2 separate regions of the Mus musculus genome follow, and region 2 is linked to region 1. The links are chromatin contacts, called in public Hi-C maps. All regions are on one chromosome and are shown on one strand. Each heading gives the region's core, a stretch centred on a gene start, on an enhancer-like site or on the middle of the called end of the contact. The rest is flanking DNA. Distances are from core to core; before and after follow the strand shown.

Region 1 (7,067 bases), core at 1,016-3,515:
CATTGTTCTCCCGGGCTTGACCTTTTCCCCCGGTGTCGGCTGACCTGCATGGTCTCCGCGCACACTCAGTGTTCCTTTGGCCTGTGGGTGGATGACTGCACAAGTTCGATGACCAGGGTCCAGGACAGCCAAGGGCCAACGCCCCTTCATTTCCAGTCCTGTCTGCCCAGTTCAGGATTCCATGCTTTCTTTTAGACCCCACTTTGGACGGGAGCTCCTGGAATCCATAGCCTGAGATGTAACCAGCGCCCAAGCTCCGGTGGTACAGAGGCCCTGAGAACCATCAAGGTCACTGCTGGACTGGGCTGGGAGGGAGTGCGCCACTCAGACCCTTGGCGGAGCTGGGAGACCTGGGAGCATAAAGCGCTGAACTAGCCTCTCTCTGACGCATCCAGGCTGCCAAGGACCAAAATGACTGTGTCCTCCATCTTCCTCTGGCTTTGTCCCATGCCTAGGGGGTTTCAACCTATCGGTCATGTCCTGCTTTTATGGTCACTAATAAGCTGAGGTTGAAAAAATACAAGGTAAAACATAGATTTTTTTCCTTTTATTCAATTTATTTGAGTACACCATAGCTGCGTTCATGCACACCAGAAGAGGGCATCAGGTCACATTACAGATGGTTGTGAGCCACCATGTGGTTCCTCTGAAGGAGGAGTCAGTGCTCTTAACCTCTGAGCCATCTCTCCATCTTCCTAGATTTTACCTTTTTATTTTCTTTGTTTTGAGTGCTGGGTATTCAAAGCCAGGATCTCTTGTATACCAGGCAAACATTCAACCACTGACCCTTTTAGCACCCCCCTTTTTTTAGATTTATTTATTTCTTATATGTAAGTACACTGTAGCTGTCTTCAGACACACCAGAAGAGGGCATCAGATCTCATTACGGGTGGTTGTGAGCCACCATGTGGTTGCTGGGATTTGAACTTCGGACCTTCGGAAGAACAGTCAGGTGCTCTTATCCACTGAGCCATCTCACCAGCCCCCCCTTTTAGCCCCTTAAAACATTTTGTTTTGCTTTGTTGAGTTAGGGATTTGCTCTATAGCCCAGCTGGCCTAGAACTCACAGAACTATTTCCTACCACTGCCTGCTAAGTGCTGGGATTAAAGGTTTCTGTCACACCTGGTTCTTCAATTCTTTTTCTTCTTAAATTTTAAAAGGTTTTGAGTTTTGTATGGACTTGTGAGTATGTTCATGTGTGTGCACAGTTTTTGTTGTTGTTGTTGTTTGTTTTTTTTGTTTTTTCGAGACAGGGTTTTTCTGTGTAGCCCCAGGTGTTCTGGAACTCACTCTGTAGACCAGGCTGGCCTCGAACTCAGAAATCTGCCTGCCTCTGCCTCCCAAGTGCTGGGATTACAGGCGTGCGCCACCACGCCCGGCTGTGTGTGTGCACAGTTATGCACAGCAGTCTGAAGTCAGTCTCTTTATGTCAGGGACAGAGTCTCTTACTAAGACGAGGGGCTGACTGGTTACCCAGCTGGACGGTAGGCACCTGTTTTCTCCCCACCCCCGAGGGCTGGTACTACATATCACACTTTGCTTTCTATGTGGGTGCTGGGATCAAATCTGGGGCCTCATGGTTATCTGGCAAGCATCTTACTGAATGGACTATCTCTTCAGACTCTAAAGTTTGTTTGTTTTGTTTTATCATTTTTATAATTTTGGCATTTTGAAATAGGATCTTGCTATAGAGCCCAGGTTAGCCTCAAGCTAGTGACTTTCCCGGCTCAGCCTCCTGAGTGCTGACTATAGGTCTATTCCTACAACTAGCCTATTGTGAACATTTCTGTTGTGAATGCAGGTGTCCAAATAGTTCTTTTTTTTTTAAAGATTTATTTATTTATTATATGTAAGTACACTGTAGCTGTCTTCAGACACACCAGAAGAGGGCGTCAGATCTCATTACGGATGGTTGTGAGCCACCATGTGGTTGCTGGGATTTAAACTCCAGACCTTTGGAAGAGCAGTCGGGTGCTCTTACCCGCTGAGCCATCTCACCAGCCCCAAATAGTTCTTAAAATATCTTTTGCATATATTCCCAGAAGTGAAGCTTCTGGGTCATGTGGTAATCCTATCTTAAATTCTTATTTTATTTCTTTTTAGATTTTAATAAAAGATTTAAAGAAATAATTTTATTTCTTTTTAGATTTGTTTTCTGTGTATGAGTGCTTTGTCTGAATGTTTGTCTGTGTACCACATGTGTGCCTCATCTATCCTTGGAGGTTACATGTGTGCAGTGCTGGAAGAAGCCAGCAGATGGCAGCAGATCACCTGGAACTGGAGTTACCAATGTCTGTCAGCAACCTTATGAGTGAGTGCAGGGAACTGAACCCAGGTCCTGTGCACGAATAACAAGTGCTCTTAACTGTTGGGTCATCTCTCCAACCCTATTTCATTTTTAAAGTTTTTTTTTTCATTCTGATTTATGTGACAGTGTTCATGCAGACCAGAAGTCACTGAAGATACGACAGCTGTGAGCTACCATATTGGTGATGGGAACTACCTTAGTTACTTCTCTATTCCTGTGATAAGACGCCATGCCCAAGACAATTTACAAAAGAAAGCATTTAGTTTGAGCTTACAGTTTCAGAGGATTAGAGTCCATGATGGTGGGGCAAAGGCATAGTGGCAGGAGCTACCTGAGAGCTGTGTCCAAGTAGGAGGCAGAGAAATGCACAGTGGGAAAGGTGCCTGGCTTTTGAAACCTCAAGCCTGCCCCCAGTGACACACCTCCTCCCCCCCAGGCCACACCTTCTCATCCTTTACAAAACACTAAACACAAGAGCTTACAGGGGCCACTGTCATTCAAATTGCCACCACGGAGCTGAACCCAGCTCCACTGCAAAAGCAGCCCCTTCCTTAACTACTGAGCCATCTTTCCTAAGCCTCAATTATTTTTATAGTCTTACTCTGGTCTCACCTTCTGTGTGGTTTTTAACTTTTTAACTTAGATTGCAAAGAAATAGGTTCCAGCATCTTTTTTGTTTTTTTCTCCTAAAGAAAAAAAAGAAAAGAAAATCTCACTAAGTAGCCATTTCCAGTTTAGAACGCCCTATGTAGACCAGACTAGCCACCAGCTTGCAATGACCCTCCTGCCTTTGCTTCCTGAACACTGGAGTTACAGACACATGATGACATGTGTGGTCTCCTGGGGTGTTCTCTAGCTTGCCATGGTTGCCCTTGATATAAAGTCTATAGCCGAGTCAGCAGGAAAGCACAGGGCCAGGCTTACATCCCGGAGGTTGATCCCCCTCCATCTCAGCACTCAAGACACAGAGGCAGGTGAATCTCTGTGAGTTCCAGGCCAGCCTGGTCACCAGAGTGAGTTCCTGGTCAGGCAGGGGGCTGTACCACCCCAGTTATCTTTTTGGCATAGGATCTCATTCACCTAGACTGTTCTTGAACTCCCTATGTAGCTGAGGCTGGCCTTAAACTCCTGAACCTCCTGCCTCCAGTTCCAGAATGCTAGGATTACCAGCACGCAAAGCCATGCTCAGTTTGTGGGGTGCTTGGGATAAATCCAGAGCTGTGTGAACTTGAGGCAAGTGCTCTAACCAAACCAGGCCTCTAGCATTCACACACACACACACACACACACACACACACACACACACATTTGGTATTTTTTACAAGAATGTTTGCTACCCTCACCGGTGTAGAAGATGTCTGAATTTTCTGCAAGCCACTATACGTACATTCTCGGTTTATACTCTATGCAATTGGATAAGCACTCACCCCATCTAGATGGATTCAATGGAATCTCCAGATGTGTTCTCATGCTCAAGAAACCTAAAGGAACTGTAAGGCTATACAGCTCAGCTAGTAACAAGCTCACCTACCAGGCACGAGGCATAGGGTTCAAGGCACTCAGTACAGTAGTACAGTAGCACATACCTATGATCCCAGCATTCAGGAGGTGAAGGCAGGAGGATCAGGAGTTCAACATTAGTCTTGGCTGCATAGAGAGTTTGAGGCCAGCATGGGCTACATAAGAGCCTGTATTTAAAGAAAAAAAAATCCTTAAAAAAAAAAGAGGAGGGGTGGGGTGGGGAAGAAATCTAAAGGAATATTTAGTCGACTTTTTTTTTTAAGCACAAGGAACAGAAAATTTATTTGGATTTTAGGAGTCCAAGGGCAACAGGGTTGGTCAGCTATGATGGGTCCGCAGCTTTGGTCCCCAGCGTCTTACCTGCAACAAGTTCCCCTGGGAACCCAGCCTGGTAGCTCCCTGCCTCAGAATGGCTGTCCCAAGAAGGCTCTGCAGGAACTGTGAGCTCCTGGGCATGGCCTGAGGACACCAGAGAGACCCAGGCCCGCAGATGCCAGCCTGCAGAACCCAGGATTCATGTTGACCTATGAGCAATGGCATCCCAGCTCCTCCGTGCTGACCCGACGCTATCCCCTCTTCTCTTCCCCACGGAGACTGCGTGTTAATCTGCAGAGCAAGAGCCTGCCCACTGGTGCCGACACTCAGATCACGTGGAAGGAAAGAGCTCTTTATTGTGTGGCCTTCTGGTGTCTTCCAGCGCGTCGTTCTGTCTTCTGGGCTCAGGCATGGCAGTGGTTACAGTGGTCACATTGGGGACTGGCTCAGCTGCTGTCAGGCAGTGATCTCAGTTAGTTCTCCTGAACCCTGAAAGGCAAAGCCAGACGAATGACATAGGACTCTGTCTTGCTCCAACCACCACCTCAAATGCCCACACATCACAGGGATGGCCTCAAAGGACTCTTTCTGAAGGCACTGTGGGTCCCCCATGGTTCACAGTTGTGGAGATATTGCCACTCCCATCTCCAGCACAGAAACACACCATCCCTGGCTTCTAGGCTCTGAGGCACAATACAATCAAGTCCAAAGCCGCTGGGCTGCTGGTCAAAGACAATGTGTGGGGGTATGGCTCTGCAGTAGAGCAATTTCTTAGCCTGTGTGAAGCCTTGGGTTCCATCCTAGCAACACACACACACACACACTCATAGAGACTCTTCTTTAGCCCAGGCTATCTCAAAGGAAACTACAAAGTTACTTAATACAGTCAGGGAGGAGGTAGCATTTGAGGAGTACAGACTTCCTGGCTTTTCTTCAATGCTGACACCCCTCTGCATGCTTCCTCACTTAGGGACAGTCTGTGCAGTAAGAAATGCACCAGCTTTCCAGCCGAGAAGCCTGAGGCTACAGACGGCTGGGTTGTGGCTTGCCTAGCGTGCTGCAGGTCTCGGATTCCATTCTCAGCACAGAAAAGGGCTATCTGGGGGGGTCACAGGACACAGGCAGAACTTGAACCCGAGCCTCCTGACTCAGGGACTTTCCATAGACGACAGATCTTTTTCCAAGGAGAAAGCCCCAATCGGGAGAGGGTTTTGGATGGGGAAACGTGCGGCACCATTACCTGGCAGCCGGAACTTCTGAAGGAGGGGGATGAAGCCCTGAAGCACGCTGTGGATCCGGTACACTGCTCAGAGAACAAGGGGGAAATGTTGGTAAGGACGGTGGCCCCTTAAGGGGCCCCAGGGTCAGGCTCACTCCCCCGCTGCCCCAGAGCCAAAGCACACCCCACGCAAACAGAGCCTTAACATGCAATTTCAGACTAACGTCAATAACAGTGCTGCAGCTATTACACGGAAAACGAATCACAGGCTGTAATAACAGGGGCAGGAAACCCCGCGACCTCGATTTCTGGCTCTACTTGCTTGTTTTCAGTATCTGAGGAGCTATGTGTGTTTGCCACTTCAAACCGTTTTTTGTGGAACTAACCCCTTTTTTCCACAAGGTTTTGCCAATGACCTCCCTTTGACTTCACAATGCGGTCAGGAAGAAAATACAAACATGAGGAATTTACTTTAAAAAAAAAAAGTTTAGATTGTGGCTCTTAGCCAATCTAGAGGGTGATGGCCAGCCAGCCCAGCTGCCACCCCTCCAGGAGCCTGCGGGGCTATGTAGTTTTTTGAAGGATCACTTACCGAGCCCGAAATAGATGCCAATGGTCTCGAGAGAAGCAAAGGTGAGCAGGCCGACCCCGAGGGACATGAACCAGTCTGCAAGGCAGCCAGGAGACAACAATTAGCTATTCATTGTAGGAGTGGAGGTTGACTCCTGTCCGCCCACACAGCCCCTCCCCAGGTCCCCCGCAGGCCTCACCTGCATAGTAGTGGTAACACACCAGCAAGGCTCCGATGGCAAAGCAGAGAAGGACAAAATGGAAAAACTCATCTGCAAGAAAAGATGGTGGATGGTTCTCTCTCTCTCTCTCTCTCTCTCTCAACTCAGGCCATCACAACAACCCTCTCGTTTTTAATTTTTGATGTTTTTCAAGGCAGGGTCTCTACGCAGCCCAAGGTGACCTTCAAATTAGGATTCTTCTGCCTCAACCGTCAGAGCAACTAGAGTTACAGGTGAGTGCCACAGTACCATGCCTGGCATGCCAGGTTTCTCCTGTGTGTGTGTGTGTATGCGTGTGCATGTGCGTGTGTGTGTGTTACTGTGTTGCCTTGGGTGACTTGAAACTCCCTGTGTAGACCAAGCCGGCTTTGATTTCACAGATATCCACCTGCCTCTGGCTCCAGAGTACTAGGATTAAAAGCATGTGCCACCATACCCAGCTATTTGTTTGTTTGTTTGTTTGTTTATGAGACAGGGTTTCACTGTATAATGGTAGCTGATGATCCAACTGTCTCTCCCAGCATAGTGCTGGGGTCAAATGTTGGGAGCCGCCCTCACATTCGCCGTTACAAGATGGCGCTGACATCCTGTGTTCTAAGTGGTAAACAAATAATCTGCGCATGTGCCAAGGGTAGTTCTCCACTCCATGTGCTCTGCCTTCCCCGTGACGACAACTCGGCCGATGGGCTGCAGCCAATCAGGGAGTGACACATCCTAGGCGGAGGATAATTCTCCTTAAAAGGGACGGGGTTTTGCTATTCTCTCGCTTGCTTGCTCTCTTGCTCTTGCACTCTTTTTTTTTTAAAGATTTATTTATTTATTATATGTAAGTACACTGTAGCTGTCTTCAGACACTCCAGAAGAGGGCGTCAGATCTTGTTACAGATGGTTGTGAGCCACCATGTGGTTGCT
Region 2 (6,689 bases), core at 2,755-5,254, 47 kb after region 1:
TGGAACACATTCCTCAATGGCTAGCAAGTTTCTTCAGGTGCAGCCCGGGCTAGAAGCAGGCTGAGGACTGTGTTCAGATTCCAGAGGACCCCCCCTCCCCCCAGTCCTTGGGCTAGCAGACCTCTTTCAATAGCTCCTTCTTGTGCCTCAAAACTCTAGGCTCCGCATGTGCCTTTTACCAGTAGGAAGTTTGGAATCTTCAGGGTTGAGACATCAGGGGTAGAAGCACACCTAGTCACCATCAAATTCTACAGCACTCATCATGGTGTCGCCACATAGGCAACAAAGAATGGAAAATAGTTCCAGGAGGATGAGTTTCTGACTTTCCCACAGGTCAAAGTCAGTCACCTGCTATTGGATACAGTTTGATCCCCAGAGTCTCCAGCTGTAGGTTTAGCCCTGTGACCTCGATCTTAACTAGGCCTCTGTTGCTGTGTTAAAACACCATGACCTAGGCAACTAATAGAAGTGAGGGTTTGTTTGGCTTTACGGTCCCAGAGGGACAAGAGTCCATCCTGGCTGGAAAGTGACAGCAGGTCTGGCAAGAAGAGCAGGAAGTTCAGCTGTCACATCTTTCAGAGAAACTGTGCTCTGTCAAAGTCCACCCCTCCCGACATACTGTCTCCATCAAGACTGCACCTCCTAAGCTTCCCCAAGCGGGTTACTAACTGAGGACCAAGTGTGTTAATGCCTCAGGCCATGGGAGACATTTCTTATTCACAGCAGCACACTTAGTGGTGTTTTATTTAGAACCCTTTTTGAGGTGTCAAACTCTTCTCTTGTCTTGAGACCTAACAGACTTTGGAGGGCAGGGGCAGAATACTGGCTGTCCTTTTTGTCTCTTTATACTATTGATTTCAATCTTTAAGCATGGCTATTGAACACCCAGAAGTTCCATTAAAAACAGTCTCGAAGGAAGAATGATGATGGAAATTTAAATTTTGTAACACATAAAATGAATAGATTTTACTGTTGGGCGGTGGTGTTGCACACCTTTAAGCCCAGCACTCAAGAAGCAGAGGCAGGGCCAGGGGCAGGGGCAGGGGCAGGGGTAGAGGCAGGCAGATCTCTGAGTTTGACTCCAGCCTAGCCTACAGAGTGAGTACAGGACAGCCAAGGCTACACAGAGAAACTCTGTCTTTTGGTTTTTTTATAAGATTCATTTATTTATTATATGTAAGTACACAGTAGATGTCTTCAGACACCCCCATAAGAGGGCATCAGATCTCAGATCTCATTACAGATGGTTGTGAGCCACCATGTGGTTGCTGGGATTTGAACTCAGGACCTTCAGAAGGGCAGTCAGTGCTCTTAACCGCTGAGCCATCTCTCCAGCCCACCCTGTCTTGAGAAACCAAAATTAACTAGTTAATTAATTATGGGTAGAAGGATGGCTCAGTGGTTTAGAGCACTTGTTATTCTTCTTTTAAAAAAAGATTTATTTATTAATTTATTTTATGTATGAGAGTACACTGTAGCTGTACAGATGGTTGTGAGCCTTCTATGTGGTTGTTGGGAATTGAATTTTAGGACCTCTGCTCACACCGGTCAACCCTGCTTGCTCAGGCCCAGAGATTTATTTATTATTTTACATAAGTACACTGTAGCTGACTTCAAACACACCAGAAGAGGGCATCAAATCTCATTACGGGTGGTTGTGAGCCACCATGTGGTTACTGGAATTTGAACTCAGGACCTTCAGAAGAACAGTCAGTGCTCTTACCCACTGAGCCATCTCGCCAGCCCTGAGCACTTGTTACTCTTGCAGAGGACCTGGGTTCAATTCTCAGCACCCACATGGTGGTTCACAACCGTCTATAACTCTAGTTCCAGGGGATCTGACGCCCTCCTCTGGCCTCTTCGGGTACTGCATTCACATGGTACACAGACATACATGCAAGCTAAACATTCATATACATAAAATAAGACAAACCTTTAAATTACTTTAAAAAGTTTGATTGGAATACAAATCCAATGTAAGATGATGCACTCTACAGTTAGAAAACGCATGCTTTCATTCAACACATGCAGGCTTCCAGAGTCCCACTAAGTGCTCAAGGAGTAAGATCTGAAACTCTGAACTGTAAACAGGGTTTACCAGAGGAGTGAAATAGCAACCTTTACCCAAATCAGTCTATTGTTATAAAAAATGAAAAAGGGGGCTGGAGAGATGGCTCAGTAGTTAAAACCATTTATTGCTCTTGCACAGGTCCTGGGGTCCCAGTATGCATGTGACAGCTCACAACAGTGGGTAACTACAGTTTCTTGGAGTCTATTGCCCTCTTCTGTCCTTCATGGGTACTGCAATATATATATATATATATATATATATATATATACACACACATATATATATATACACACACATATATATATACACACACATATATATACATATACATATACACACATACATATATACACACATATATATACATATATACATACGCATACATACATACACACACACACACACATATATATATATATATATATATATATATATATATATATATATACACACACATATACATATGTGTATGTGAGCAAGAAACTCCTAGATACAAAATACAAATAAATAATAATGATAAAATGTAAAAAATTCCAATTTTGTCTCCACTGTCATTTACTAAATAACTGCCTAAGGTGCCAAGTGATTGCTATATTTCTCCCTGGGAGTATTCACAGTCCCCTGAAGGGCTGTCTCCCCTTCTCATTCATGAAACAATGACTTTCTTCTGGGATGGCCACATAGGTGTGAGCGAGACAGGAGCAAGAAGACTAGGAGAAATGTAGAGGTCCCTAGCCTCCAAGGCTTGGGACTTTGTAGCCACTGTTCAGTCATCTAGAGGAAGAGAAGTTGGATTAGGAGTCGGAAATCAAAGATGTAGCAGATGTCTCATTTAAATCCTTCCTTTCTTTATCTTTTTTTCTAAAGACAGGATCTATGTAGCCAAGGTTGAAATTTTGATCCTCCTGCCTTCCTGCCTTCACCTGCCAAGTTCTGGAATTGCAGGTATGAGACACCCCAGCCCCCTAGATTTCCTTTTACCAACCTGAGGGTGTGGCTCTGTGGTAGAGAAGAACCAAAACAGAAATTTTAATACATTTAAGATAAAACTTTCTTAACCAGGGTCTTGGTGCATGCCTTTAATCTCAATACCTGGGAGAAAGAGGCAGGCAGGTCTCTGAGTTTGAGGCTAGCCTGGTCTACAAAGTGAGTTTCAGGGCAGCAATTACTATACAGAGAAACCTTGTCTCAAAAAACAAAAACAAAAACAAAAAAGAAAAAACAAAACAAAGCAAGAAAGATAAAGGTTTCTTTTATTCCTTTGAGTAACTAAAAATAGCCAGCAGAGGTTGTGTGACTCCCCAAGCTAGGTAGCAGAGATTTGAAGCGACACTTCCTTTCCAGTTTAAAGAGTCCCCCTAAAGATCTACGCGCGCGCGCGCGCACACACACACACACACACACACACACACCTCCTAACTGGGGAAAACTGTGATCAACTTTAGGGAACAGCTATTGCTCTCGGCTTTGGGAACCTGAAGTCCGTCCTTAATTCATCTCAGGTTCTTTGGCTGTGTGGAACCTGGTAGAATCTGGAATTGCCATCCCATGTCCCTGTTTGCATGAGTGCCATTGAGAGAGCAAAGTCAAGGGGTCTTCAAGGCACAATCGGGAGAAGGCGTGGTCAGGGCCGGGTGGTGAGCTGCTGGTGCCCATGCTGAGCAGAGCTGTCCAGGAGAGGGGGCCAGGCCCGTTACTTCAGTCCTGCTCGGGACAGGAGGGGAGAGAGAGAGAGAGAGAGAGAGAGAGAGAGAGAGAGAGAGAGAGAGAGAGAGAGAGAGAGAGAGAGAGAGAGAGAGAGAGAGAGAGAGAGAGAGAGAGAGAGAGAGAGAGAGAGAGAGAGAGAGAGAGAGAGAGAGAGAGAGAGAGAGAGAGAGAGAGAGAGAGAGAGAAGGGGCGTGGCCGGTGGGGGAGGGGGCGTGGTGGAGGGGAGGGGAGGCCGCGCCGCCATATTCGATTCGACCCGCAACCCCGCGGCGCAGCCAGCATGAGTACCGGTGCCTTCTACATCTCCAGCCTGCTGGAGAAGATGACGTCCAGCGACAAAGACTTCAGGTGCGCCCTGTGGGGGCTCGGGACTCGTTTTCAGGGGTCTCAGCCTGTCCCGGCCGCCCCTCTGCTCCCCTGCCCCCCCCCTGCGGACCCCTGTGGGAGCCCCCGGCCTCTTCGCCTGGGCCTGGCTGGGCCTGCAGCCCCGCCCCCAGCCTCTTCCCGCCTTTGCTGTGCTGGCCTCTCAAGTCCCCAACACTGGGCGCCCCCCAGGCTCTCCAGTGAAGTCCCCGTCGGCCTCTCTTTGGAACCCAGTGCAGTCCTCTTCTGACCCTCATTGAAACAGGCCGCTTCCCTGCACAACCTCCATCCAAGGCTATCTTCCGAGACCCACACTTCTGCCCGGTCTCTAGGTTACCCCATCCCCCGCACCCTGTACCCCTACCGGGTCTCCTAACCCTAACAAACTTTACTTTTCTTTCATCTCTTTCTTTTCATCCCGTGCCTTTTCTCCCTGGCCCCTCATCACCACCCCATCTTCCTTATTCCCCTCCTCTCCCAAGATGGTTTAGAGCAGGAAGCAAAGGTTGGGGTGAGGGCTATCTCTCTCCCCCATTCTTTTTCTCCTATCCTCCTCTCCAAACACCACAGAAACACAGGAACAGAGTTGGCAAGAGGAATGGGAATATCTGATGCAGCCCCTCTTGCAGGGGAAACTGAGGTTCAGTGATAAAAAGGGGTTGTTGGTCAGTTGTGGACCCTCAAGTCAACAGGACAGTGCACCATTCTGAGTCTTCTGTCACAGTAGTTATCCCTCCGATTACAAACAGGGAAAATTAGGTTCAGGGACATGAAGGGCCTGGATACAATGCTAACGGTAGGGCCAAGCAGAGTTGGAGGTGTCAGTGGGATTCCCAATCTAGCCAGTCCGGAGGGGCCAGAAGCCTATTTGTGTGGTCTGACCTTTTCCGTGTCCTGTAAATACAGTCCTCAAAAATCTCTGTGCAGCCCTAAGCCCCACAGTGGTAGTAGGGCTTGGGATCCTTTGCCCTGGCTTCAGATCTCGGCAACCATCACTAACTAGATCTGTAAGTGATGGGCAAAGTACTCCATGCCCTCTGAGCCTTAGCTTAGCTGTTTGTGCTTTAGGTAGCAGGTAAGTGCTTTGTGAATGGTTGTCCTGACTCTGTGCAGGGAAACGGGGCAGGTCCTGGTAGACTGTTCTTTGTTCTTTGGGCCCAAGTTCTTTCTGTTCTCCAGAAGTCTGGAGGGGGCTTTGACTTACTCAAAGTCACATGGCCTGCCAGAGTTGAGGGAATGACTCCTGGGCCTATCAGGGAGTTGGCTCTATCACTCAGGGCCTGAGAAGCCCTTTAAATCTGTCCCTGCCAGCAGCGTTGAGGACACCTAAAACCACCCTGAGCATATGAGAATGGTTTCTATTTTTAAAAGTCTGAATACCAAGAGCCTGAGCCTCCTCCCAACCCCCGCCCCCCACCAGCTGTCCAGGCACCATGTGTCCCAGTGTCCTATGGTGCTGCCTCTCAACATGGCAGGAGACCATGGCTTATGGTTCCCAGCGGGGAATGTCTGACTGGGGTTCCAGGCAAGGGACAGCCAGCCTTGGTTCTCAGTTTTATTTGGGGATCAGACTCTTGACAGAGAAAACCAAGAACTTGAGAGGTCTGACAGGGATGTCCAAATCCTTTTTCACTGAGGCAGTGCTGTTTGAGGATTCAGGTGACCTACCTCACGCTGGTGCTTCGTAACCTCTCTGAGCCTGCTTGCTCAGATTGACCTATTAAAACCCTCAAGGATGCTGTGGGAGAGGGGCAAAGACAATTTCCGTTTTATTCATGGAAAAACCGAGGCTTGGGGTTAAGGAGGCAGCTGGCCAAATTTTACCTCACTGATAAGACAAGTATGTTTACTTAAAGCCTCGCTCTGCTTTGGAGCTCTTGCTTGTCAAATTATTATCCCCACCACCCCAGCACCATGACATTTCCTCTGAGAGTGATGTCTGCAGACCTGAGGTGTTTGAAATGCTGCGGTATATTTGTGAATGTTGATTTCTGGGTTCGGGTTTCCACGAGGCCGCTTGGCTCTAAGCCAGTGGTTCTCAACCTTCCTAACACTGCACACCTTTAATACAGTTCCTTGTGTTGTGGTGACCTCCAACCATAATATGAATTGGTTGCTACTCATAACTATAATTTTGCTATTGTTCGGAATGGTAATGTAAATACTTGATGCAGGATATCTAATATGTCTCACACACACACACACACACACACACACACACACACTCCAAAAAGGGGCCTCGATCCACACCTCTGCTCAAGGTCTGTTGAGCACAAACTCTCCTGCCCTCACCCTGCTCCCTTGTCAGACCTGTTCCTTGCTGAGCTTGGAGTATTAGATGTGAGCCTGCTGAGCAAGAGTATGTGTGCACGCACATGTGTTTATGTGTGTGCAAGATATGTGCATATATTTATGTATGTATGTTTGTTTGTGTGTACATGTGTGAAAGTATATGTATTCATATATGTGTGTGTATGTGCATGGTATGGGGGTTATTATGTGTATGTGTATATATGTGGGGATATTATATGTCTTTCTGTGTGTGTGT

Evidence for each region. Hi-C and Micro-C count contacts between places; a contact is called where the count stands out from the background.
Region 2: a contact with region 1 is called in a Hi-C map of embryonic stem cells, with 6 times the contacts expected there. The contact joins the promoter of Cand2 here to the enhancer-like site in region 1. A contact is called at or near these places in 12 of 39 promoter capture datasets (the C10 cell line, the HPC-7 cell line, Sertoli cells and 5 more), 5 of 15 datasets of contacts at CTCF or cohesin (CD8 T cells, the G1E-ER4 cell line, embryonic stem cells and 2 more), 137 of 484 Hi-C or Micro-C datasets (the 4T1 cell line, the 63-12 cell line, 8-cell embryo and 62 more), 29 of 115 datasets of contacts at active chromatin or transcription factors (CD8 T cells, the HPC-7 cell line, T-cell acute lymphoblastic leukemia and 15 more) and 6 of 9 other capture datasets (adipose tissue, embryonic stem cells, embryonic tail and 3 more).

What each region holds. Positions count from the first base shown.
Region 1 is chr6:115,725,051-115,732,117 of GRCm38.p6, forward strand. Tmem40 (transmembrane protein 40) reads right to left here. Exons shown (of 12, transcript NM_144805.2): 9 at 6,135-6,206; 10 at 5,957-6,031; 11 at 5,386-5,448; 12 at 4,081-4,634. The coding sequence ends at 4,615. Among named protein-coding and RNA genes, the nearest start is that of Gm24008, 4.8 kb to the left of the region's middle. Within about 2 kb of position 2,266, at least 4 of the 459 cell types and tissues checked have an H3K27ac peak or open chromatin away from gene starts, as enhancers often do. A contact at or near this core is called in differentiating embryonic stem cells and embryonic stem cells, where this site is marked.
Region 2 is chr6:115,770,553-115,777,241 of GRCm38.p6, forward strand. Cand2 (cullin-associated and neddylation-dissociated 2 (putative)) reads left to right here and starts at 4,005. Exons shown (of 15, transcript NM_025958.2): 1 at 4,005-4,126. The coding sequence starts at 4,059. It overlaps Mir7660 (microRNA 7660), which reads left to right and starts at 5,105; the gene lies at 5,105-5,167. Gm44180 (histone H3.3-like) reads right to left here and starts at 264. Exons shown (of 2, transcript XM_030255690.1): 1 at 240-264. The coding sequence starts at 264.